Regions from separate parts of the Macaca mulatta genome. Here region 2 is linked to region 1. The links are chromatin contacts, called in public Hi-C maps. All regions are on one chromosome and are shown on one strand. The core of a region is the stretch at or near the end of the contact, and the rest is flanking DNA. Distances in the headings are between cores, read along the strand shown.

The links. A called contact is a pair of places that touch in the nucleus more often than the background predicts.
Region 2: a Hi-C map of fetal cortex germinal zone shows a contact between it and region 1, with 3 times the contacts expected there. The contact joins the promoter of ARID2 here to the promoter of ANO6 in region 1. A contact is called at or near these places in 2 of 14 Hi-C or Micro-C datasets (fetal cortex germinal zone and fetal cortical plate).

The regions. Positions count from the first base shown.
Region 1 is chr11:52,255,337-52,259,643 of T2T-MMU8v2.0, forward strand. It overlaps ANO6 (anoctamin 6), which reads left to right and starts at 2,379. Exons shown (of 19, transcript XM_077953929.1): 1 at 2,379-2,675. The coding sequence starts at 2,625.
Region 2 is chr11:52,774,547-52,778,853 of T2T-MMU8v2.0, forward strand. ARID2 (AT-rich interaction domain 2) reads left to right here and starts at 2,342. Exons shown (of 21, transcript XM_028829418.2): 1 at 2,342-3,244; 2 at 3,360-3,453. The coding sequence starts at 3,153.

The sequences.
Region 1 (4,307 bases), core at 1,129-3,628:
CCGAGATCGCGCCACTGCACTCCAGCCTGGGCGACAGCGAGACTTTGTCACACACACACACACACACACACAAAAAAGGCCGGTCGCAGTGGCTCAAGCCTGTAATCCCAGCACTTTGGGAGGCCGAGACGGGCGGATCACGAGGTCAGGAAATCGAGACCATCCTGGCTAATACGGTGAAATCCCGTCTCTACTAAAAAAATACAAAAAAACTAGCAGGGGAAGGTGGCGGGTGCCTGTAGTCCCAGCTACTCGGGAGGCTGAGGCAGGAGAATGGCGTAAACCCGGGAGGCGGAACTTGCAGTGGGCCGAGATCCGGCCACTGCACTCCAGCCTGGGCGACAGAGCGAGACTCCCCTCAAAAAAAAAAAAAAAAGAAGAACATTTGGTGAAAGAACTACGGCAGGGAGTTGATGAGACTTTGAATTTAGAATTGTTGGGGGGAAAAGTGATCTGAAAAAAAAAATGGATTGGGACATGTCTCTGGAGGTGGTTTATGAAGTGGCTATGAGCACTGATTCTAAAACAAGCTGTTCGGGTTTTAATCCTGGCTCCGCTATTTATTTCCTGTGTGATTTTGGACAAGTTGCTCAAGTTGCCTCACACCTGAAGAAAAATGATAATTTCTAGGGTTGTTATGAGGGTTGAATGACTGGATGCTTATAAAACATGTAAAACTTTTCCTAGTACATAAAAATGACTACACAAAAATTTGTTAAAGGAAAATTGTAAAAATTGATCATGTAACCAAAACACTTTTGAAGTTTCTACTTTTAGTGAGTTTCATAAGCTCAGGGGAGAGGGTTCAGTGAAAGAAAACAATCTCTTCTCATCTTTCTTCTCCCATCATTTTTTTATCCTAACTTCAGAGTACTACATTGTTGTCTCTTTATACTAAAAACAATTCTCTTTATTCAAAAAAAGTACCTCAAGAAACAAGTATAGTGTTTCCCAGATATTTTCTTAAAAGTAATTTCATCATGTCTTTTCATGTATATATTCATGGCTATTTTCCCAGTGAAGATTGGTCTCAATATTTTATTTCTTTCAGAGAGAACATTAAAAATAAGTTAGGAAACTGAGGTGCAAGGATTGCTGGAGGCCAGGAGTTCAAAATCAGCCTGGGCAACATAGTGAGACACCCATTCTACAAAAAATTTAAGAATAAGCCCCACATGGTGGTGTGCTCCGCTTGTAGCACGGAGTTACTGAACTCCCACCTCAGCAACAGAGCGAGACCGTCTCAAAAAAAGCATATGGAAGAAAAAACATGCACAGCAGATTTCGTGTTATTGTGATAACCCTAGCACTTCAGTGGAAAAAAATATAAAAAAAAATTCAGTGAGGAGTAGACAATAACACATATAACCAAGATTTCAAATATACCTTCTAGCCCTTTTGAGAAGTCAAAATTGAACCACCTGAATGCACCAGCTTTTTTGAAAAAAGTTTTGTAGACACGCGATCCCCAAAACCTGCCGTTCAAACAACTCCAAGGGTCTTTAAAGTACTAAATCCCTTTGTATTTGTCGTATTGGTCCCTTTGGTTTCCAGGAAAGCACTAAAAATAAAGATAAAAACTATCTGCCTTAATTTTATTTCACTACTTTCTTTTCTCTTATTATAGCTTTCCACATGGTTTTAGAGGAGTTTACATCTAACTCTAGTGGTCTTCGGCTTCTTCTGCCTCTTTGACACAGACGACTAGTTTCCATTGTACAAATAGGCTGGACGCTTCAGCGATTACCTTCCGACCACTCCCTGTGTGCTCGTGCGGGCGGGGTAGGGGGCGCTTCTCCACTCTCCGCGACCGCTATGTATGCGGAAATCCTCCTGCCTTTGTGCACACGTTTATTTAGAAAATTCTCTCCACCGCCACTCCCTTCCGTCCCGCCCCTTCTTCTTTTGCTTATTCTCTGAGTTTTGCCTCTCCTCCCACCCCCACTCCCCCGTAATCTTACCCTACCCGTATAAGATTCCACTTTCCCACTTCGGAGTAATTTAAGATTCCCCCATTACTAGCTCCACGTCTCCTTTAAAAGCCATTCAAACGAGCTCGCCTTCCAGGGTTCTGCAGTTGTGCTGTAGCAGCATTTCCCCCCTCTCCAGTATCAGACGTTAAAACAAAGCAAGCCGCAGTGTGTGTTCACAGACGACCTTGGAACGAAAAGCTGCCCTGTTTGGGATCAATGTTTAGGGAACCCCGTCCACTCCCGCACTCACGTGTTCCCGCCTCTCACTCCAGCTAGTCCCCCAGCGCGCAGCACCGGACTACTCCCTCTCCAGTCTCGCCTCCCGACTTCCTTCTGCAAGCCTCATAAAACCGGGGAAGTTCAATCATTCCGCAGCGAGCCGCGGCGGCCGCACTGGGCATGCTCAGTCTCCGGGCTCCGCTCGGCAGGCGAGAGGCTTCCTCCGGCTCTGGGCTCCGGTCAGTGGGCGCCTCGGCTCGGCTTTCCCAGGCGCAGGTTGGGCAGACCGGCCCCTGAGCCCAAGTGACAAGGGCCCCGCGGTCCCCGATCCGGCCCCTGGGAGAGCCGCGCCGTTCCGGAACCCGGGAGCCCCCAACTTCGCGCCAAGTTCGGAGCCGCCTTCTGAAGGAGACATGAAAAAGATGAGCAGGAATGTTTTGCTACAAATGGAGGAGGAGGACGACGACGACGATGGGGATATCGGTGAGCGAGGGGTCCCCGCGTCCCCACCCGAGAGCCCTAGCCGACGCGGGAAGAAGTTCGGGGACTGCGCGGGGGCGCTGCGCTCTCGGCGGGGGAGGTTGGCCGGGACACTCGGCTGCTCCGGGCAGGGGAGGAAGCCCGCTGTCCCCGGCTTCCTGCAGACTGAGGCCCCGGTGCGGCCCCGGCGGGGCGGAGGCGCGGGGTGCGTTGGTGCCCCGAGATCAGGCTCCGGACGGGCGGGGGATGCTGCCCCTGAAAAAGGCAGGCAGCTGCGGGGACGCCTCTGCGTGCGGAAGTCTCCACTCAGAAGCAACTTTGGGTTCACTTCCCCGCCTCCCACAGTGCTAGGGATGCCGAGGAGCCTGGGCACTGGGGCGAGCCCCTGGGCGGGGTCCGGGGAGCAGGCCCGCGTTTGGAGGACAGGGTGTGACCCACCTGAATCCTCGTTAAAGTAAAAGCCGACCGACGGCTCTGGGAGGGTTGAGGCCTGGCAGGGTGGCCCAGGGAAGTGATTTGTGGCCGCTAGGCGCGCGCTGGAAATCCTTTCCCATCTGCGGAGCCTGCCGGGGCTGTGATCAGAGGAGGAATCCCCCAGGCGGGGTGGACCGCAGGGCCTTTCCCACTCGTCCTGAGGGGCCCTGGGGCTTGGGGAGCAAACCTGGGGTGACCCATTTCTTGTTAGAGTGAAAAATGCATGGGAATGACAAACTGAACGGAGGGAAAGCTGTTTTAAGAGCAAAAAAAGAAAAAAAGGTCAAACAAAAGGAGTGAGAGGAGGCGAGGAAGGAGAAAGGAATGGGAAGACTAGAGAGAAAATCAGGTCCCTAAAGAGAACACTGTCGGGGGATGACGATATAATGGGTCCTTCCAGAAGACTCTAATTAAATTACTAAGCCAGTCTGCTGTGGCGACTCGGCTTAGACTCCTGGATGCCAAATCAATTTTAAAACAGAACATCCTGCTGATGTTCTAAAGCCCTGTTGTTCTCTAATAACTTTAAAAGTAATTTAATTTTAGGAGTTGGGTGTGGTTTTTATTTCTGTTACAGTTTGGGCACGGATCATTTAGATCAAAAAAATTTGGTAACTTGGTTTTCCAGGGACAAATCTAATGGAGGAGATTACACTCCATGATTTAGTTTCACATTTCATTCATTCATTTAAGAACAATTTACTAGGTATTCATCCTTAAGGAGGGAGCAAATAGTAGTAGTTTTTAATGGGAGAGAAAACTGAAGCACACAGGTTGATCTGCCCAGCTTCTCACACTTTCAAACCCAGGTTTTCTGACTTGTAAGACCAGTGAAGATTAATACTCTTACCACTGGGTCGCTCTGGCTGTTACTGCTGTTTAGCAAGATTACATAGTGCCTGATGATTACACAAAAATATAGGAGCGAAGTTTAAAAAGTTACAATAAAATTGGCACAGTCTGTTTCCCAGGAAAGTATTATTGTCTCTTATGGTGAGGTGCACTGTTTATAATGAGTATTGTAAGTAAATGAGGGCAGAAGCTCAAATGGAAACTGAAGTAAGCAAGAGGCTCTGAGCTTTGTTTGTTTTACTGTGCCAGCAATAGATCTCAGTTTAGAAAGTAATTTGGTCTAGCCTGTGTTTACCTATTGAGGCGTAG
Region 2 (4,307 bases), core at 1,092-3,591, 520 kb after region 1:
ACACATTAACAGTGACTTAAAAGTGGCAACCGCCTCTTGAAAAGTAAAAATGTCATCCCTCCATTCTGCCCTTAAATGAGAAATAAAGACAATAGATTTGCCCACTGCAGACTGGGATACCAGAAAAGACATTCTAAGTCTAGCCTGAGACAATATTAACCTTCTATCTTAAGTCCCAACTCGGACGACTTAAATTTCAGTGTACGTGCCTCCGTTCCCACTCTTGCCCCATCAGCTCCATCAGCACCGTCATCCCCAGCTCGGATCCCGGCCGCCACCCGCTAGGGCCGCCGGAGTCCACGAATACCGCCCGCTCCTGGCAACCGAGCTCCCCGGTTCCCGGCCGACCGCGAGTTCCTGGAGCAGCAGCCTCCAGGCTTCCCGAAGCCCACGATTCAGGCGAGCGGTGCCGACCGGGCCGTGGACTGTTGCATTTTAAAACTACAGAAAAGTCTCATTGCACGACAGGCGCGGCCGAGGTGGCCCAGGACACCCTCCAAGAGATCGCGGTCAGGTGCCGGGAGCGTGGAAGAGCAACCAAAGCCACTAAGGCGCCGCGGCAAGTCCCCGGAGCAGTCACCTCAGCTTTCCGTTCTCCCTCTAGTTATTCCCCACAGGCTTCTGGCGCTTCCTTCGAGAAAATGAAAAACTAAAAACGCGTAGAGGTGGAAGTCGTTGGCATTTTCCGTTTAATGTGATCCCCCAGGCTCCATCCCTTAAGTGGGGTTTCCAAACTCGGATGCATCCTCAGCAGAGGTTTTCCGTGTTGACAGATCTCTCACCTCCCACAAAATGGGGCCGGGGAGGCGGACGCTGTCTCCTCTATGGGCGCCGCCATTTTGTGAGGCGGCGGCGGCGCGGCGGCAGGAGCCCGGGGTGTGTATAATGGTTGAATAGAATGACCCCCCTCTAGGGAATCCCCGGCACTGACGGTTACGTAAGGGGCTGTGCGCAAGTGCGGCGTTTAGGGAATCCGCACAGCCCGGGCCACGCAGCTCCGAGCCCACATCTCCACTCCCCCTAAGAGGACGGGTGGGGGAAGGGACAGCTGGCCGAGTGTTCCTAACAGCAGTCTCACCCCTAGTCTCCCGCGGCCGCCGAGCTTCTCCACCTCCCCGAGCCGGGTCTCCGCCCCTCACAGGCTTCCGAGACACTCACTGGCCCTGGGGTGTCAGGAACTTCCTAGCCACAACCTTATTCCGACCCCACTTAAGAGACAAACTTTAGTTGGGAAATAAGTCCGTTTCCTAGAGTGAGCACCGGAAGCACGCTGCACTATATTACATAATTTTTCACCTCCAAAGCAATGTTCCCATTGGAACGACTACCTGAAATAACCCATCCAGACCCTTACTACCCTGTGACCTTGCGTTAGGCAGTGACTTTGCCCGTGGTGGCCGTCACTAAAATGGGAATAATAATACGCTTCACGTACTGTAATCTTAACATTTGTAGCAAAAAGCCGGCTCCAACACCCTTCGTAAATGCAAATTTAGGTGGTAGTATTTGTTGAGATGTTTTGACTATCATTTAAACAAAGGGTTTTTTTAACTTTCAAAAATATTTTAAACAAGGATTACATTTAAGACATTTGAAAGCAAGGAAAAATGTTTTATTCGATATTTATTTTAAATGCAGCAATCTTGAAGAGACCTTACTATAAAAATGTAAACGTTAATTATTGTCGAAGTTCGACAGATTGCTTCCCAACCAGTTTAGTTAGCTTGCATAACTTTGGTCATAGAATAATCCAGTTTGATATGTGAAGCCAACCAGCGGCAAGATGTATTAACAGCATTACTCTATTTCCACAGAACTAGGACAGACAGTTCACAATGTATTTAACGTATAGTTTGCTAAAGTTAGCGTGTGGATAATTCATAGAAAATGTGCTAACCAGGCCCCAAAATACTAGCATAAGGCTCATAAAAGCCGATTCCTTTAGACTTTACAAAAAGAGAAGGTAACACATTGACTTTATTCCGATCTGTGAATGTTGCGTAGCGTGAGTAGCTGCCCCGGTGAGCTTCCTTTCCCTTCAGAGCGCCACACCGGTTCTATCGGGCGGGCGGGGACTCCGAGGCGGCCCTTCTAACAGCCGGGCCGGGGACGCGAACATCGCCTCCACCCCTAACCCTGGAACAACCGGTAGTGGCCGTTTCCCCGCGCCGCCCCCCTTTCCGCCGGCTTTGTGTGTGTGTGTGAAATGTGCGGCACATTGCAGACGAACCCTAAGCCCGGCGAGCCGAGTCTATTGTTCCCCGCGAGGAGCTGCCGGGGCGGTGTGGAGCCAGGCGCAGTGCCGCGGCCGGCCCTCGGGGGTCGCTGTGTGGCACTGGCTGCCGGGCCGTGGCGGCGGCGCTGGCGGCGGCAGAGAGGGAGGCTGGCGGGGAGGGAAGCAGGCGGGCGGCGCGCAGCGGCTCAGCTGCCGCCGGTGCTTCTGCCTGGGGACGCCCCGGCCTCCGCGGCCGAGGCCGCGCGTAAATGTGTGCGAGGGCCCCGCGGAGCCGGGGCCGAAATACACGCTGTCACCCCGCTTTCCACAAACCACCACACAGACCTCCCCCTCCCCACCCCCAGCCCCGCCTGCCCCAGCCCCGCCGCCGCCGCCGCCGAAACTCTTGGGCCTCCGGCAGCCCAGACCCCTCACCATCAGCTCGCCTTGCCCCTCGCCCGCTCGCGCGCCCCCGGCAGCAGCACCATGTTGAATCGCGTCCCCGGGCTGAGCCGCCTCAGCCGGCGGCGCTGAGAGGCGGGCGAGAGCCGGGCCACGGGGAGGGAGGGAGGGAAGGAAGGGGTGGGGGCCGCGCTCGCCCCGCGGCTTCGCGCGGATCCGGCAGTCGCCTGCCCCTCTAGTTTCGCTCCGATTTCTTTAAACTTTTTTAGAAATTCCCCTCCCTCCTTCCCTCCTCTCCCCCTGGCCTCCTGCTCCCTCCTTCCCCTCCTCCTCCTCCTCCTCCCCCTCCCTCCCTCCCTCCCTGCGCCGCCGCCGCCGCCGCCGCCGCCGCCGCCGCCGCCACCGCCGGCCCATGACTGAGCCCCGCCGCCGCCGGCCGAGGAATGGGCTCCGGGCTCTGGTAGGAAGCGCTGGGAGCGGGGGGCGCTTTTAAAACACCGATCTGGGTTTTTTAAAAACCTCCTTTGAAAAAATAATGGCAAACTCGACGGGGAAGGCGCCTCCGGACGAGCGGAGAAAGGGACTCGCTTTCCTGGACGAGCTGCGGCAGTTCCACCACAGCAGAGGGTGAGAGCAGAACCGGGGGGGCAGCGCCGGGGCGAGCCGGGGCGAACGGGGCTCTCCCGCCCGGGCCGGGCACGGGGTCCCGGCTGACAAGTGCGGGGCTTTCTCTCTCCCGCAGGTCGCCTTTTAAAAAAATCCCTGCGGTGGGTGGGAAGGAGCTGGATCTTCACGGTCTCTACACCAGAGTCACTACTTTAGGCGGATTCGCGAAGGTGAGTGGAAGTTTTAATTTGTATTTCCCTCTCGCTGGCCTCCTCCAAAAAGTCTCCTTTGACCCCGGAGTGGGCGCTTGGGGCTGGGGGGGTGGCCCGCAGGGGCAAAAGGCGTTCTTTTCGCTCCCAGCCGGTGGCACGGAGGCGGACGGCGGCGGGGCTGTTTTTGGCCTGGTGGCTCGCGTGCGCGCGGCGGGCGCGGGGCTCCGGCGGGCGGGCGGCCCGGCGCCGGCTCGCGCCCTGCCCGGTGCCCGGTCGGGCCGGCAGGGTCTGAGCGCCGTGGCGGGGAGTGCGGGCGTGCGGGGCGCCAGCCTGAGCCCCGCGCCCGCCCCGCGCCCGCGCCGCCCGCCCGCTCGCTCGCGAGTCAGCTCTGCCGCCGCTGCCGCTCTAGCACAGGCGGAGACACAGAGACACACAGACTCTGAGAGCAGTTTTCGTGCAACTCAAAATTAGCGCGGGCAGGTTTAACATCGATAATCGGCTGCGAAATGATCCCGGCAGCCGGGGGCACAGCCTCGGCCCCGTCGCCCTCGGTTTATACAGCTAACAAAAGAAACCAGGACCTGTCTCCAAATAGCCATCTTAGGCTTCAAGGCTAGGCAGAAGCTGTAGGCCTCAAAGAAGGGCCTATGGAGATGGATAGATCTGGGAGAGGGATCGGAATCGGCCCTGGCCCTGGCCCCCCCAGAACCCGCGGACGTCGCTGTCCGGAACTGTATTGATCCTTTTGAACTTTTTTTTTTTTTTTTTTTTTTTTTTTTTTTTTTTTTAAGTGTAAACGGACCGCGTTGAGATTTAAAAGGGGGCGACAGAGGGACTTGCGATTGGTTATTGTCCGGGCTTCAAAAACAAAA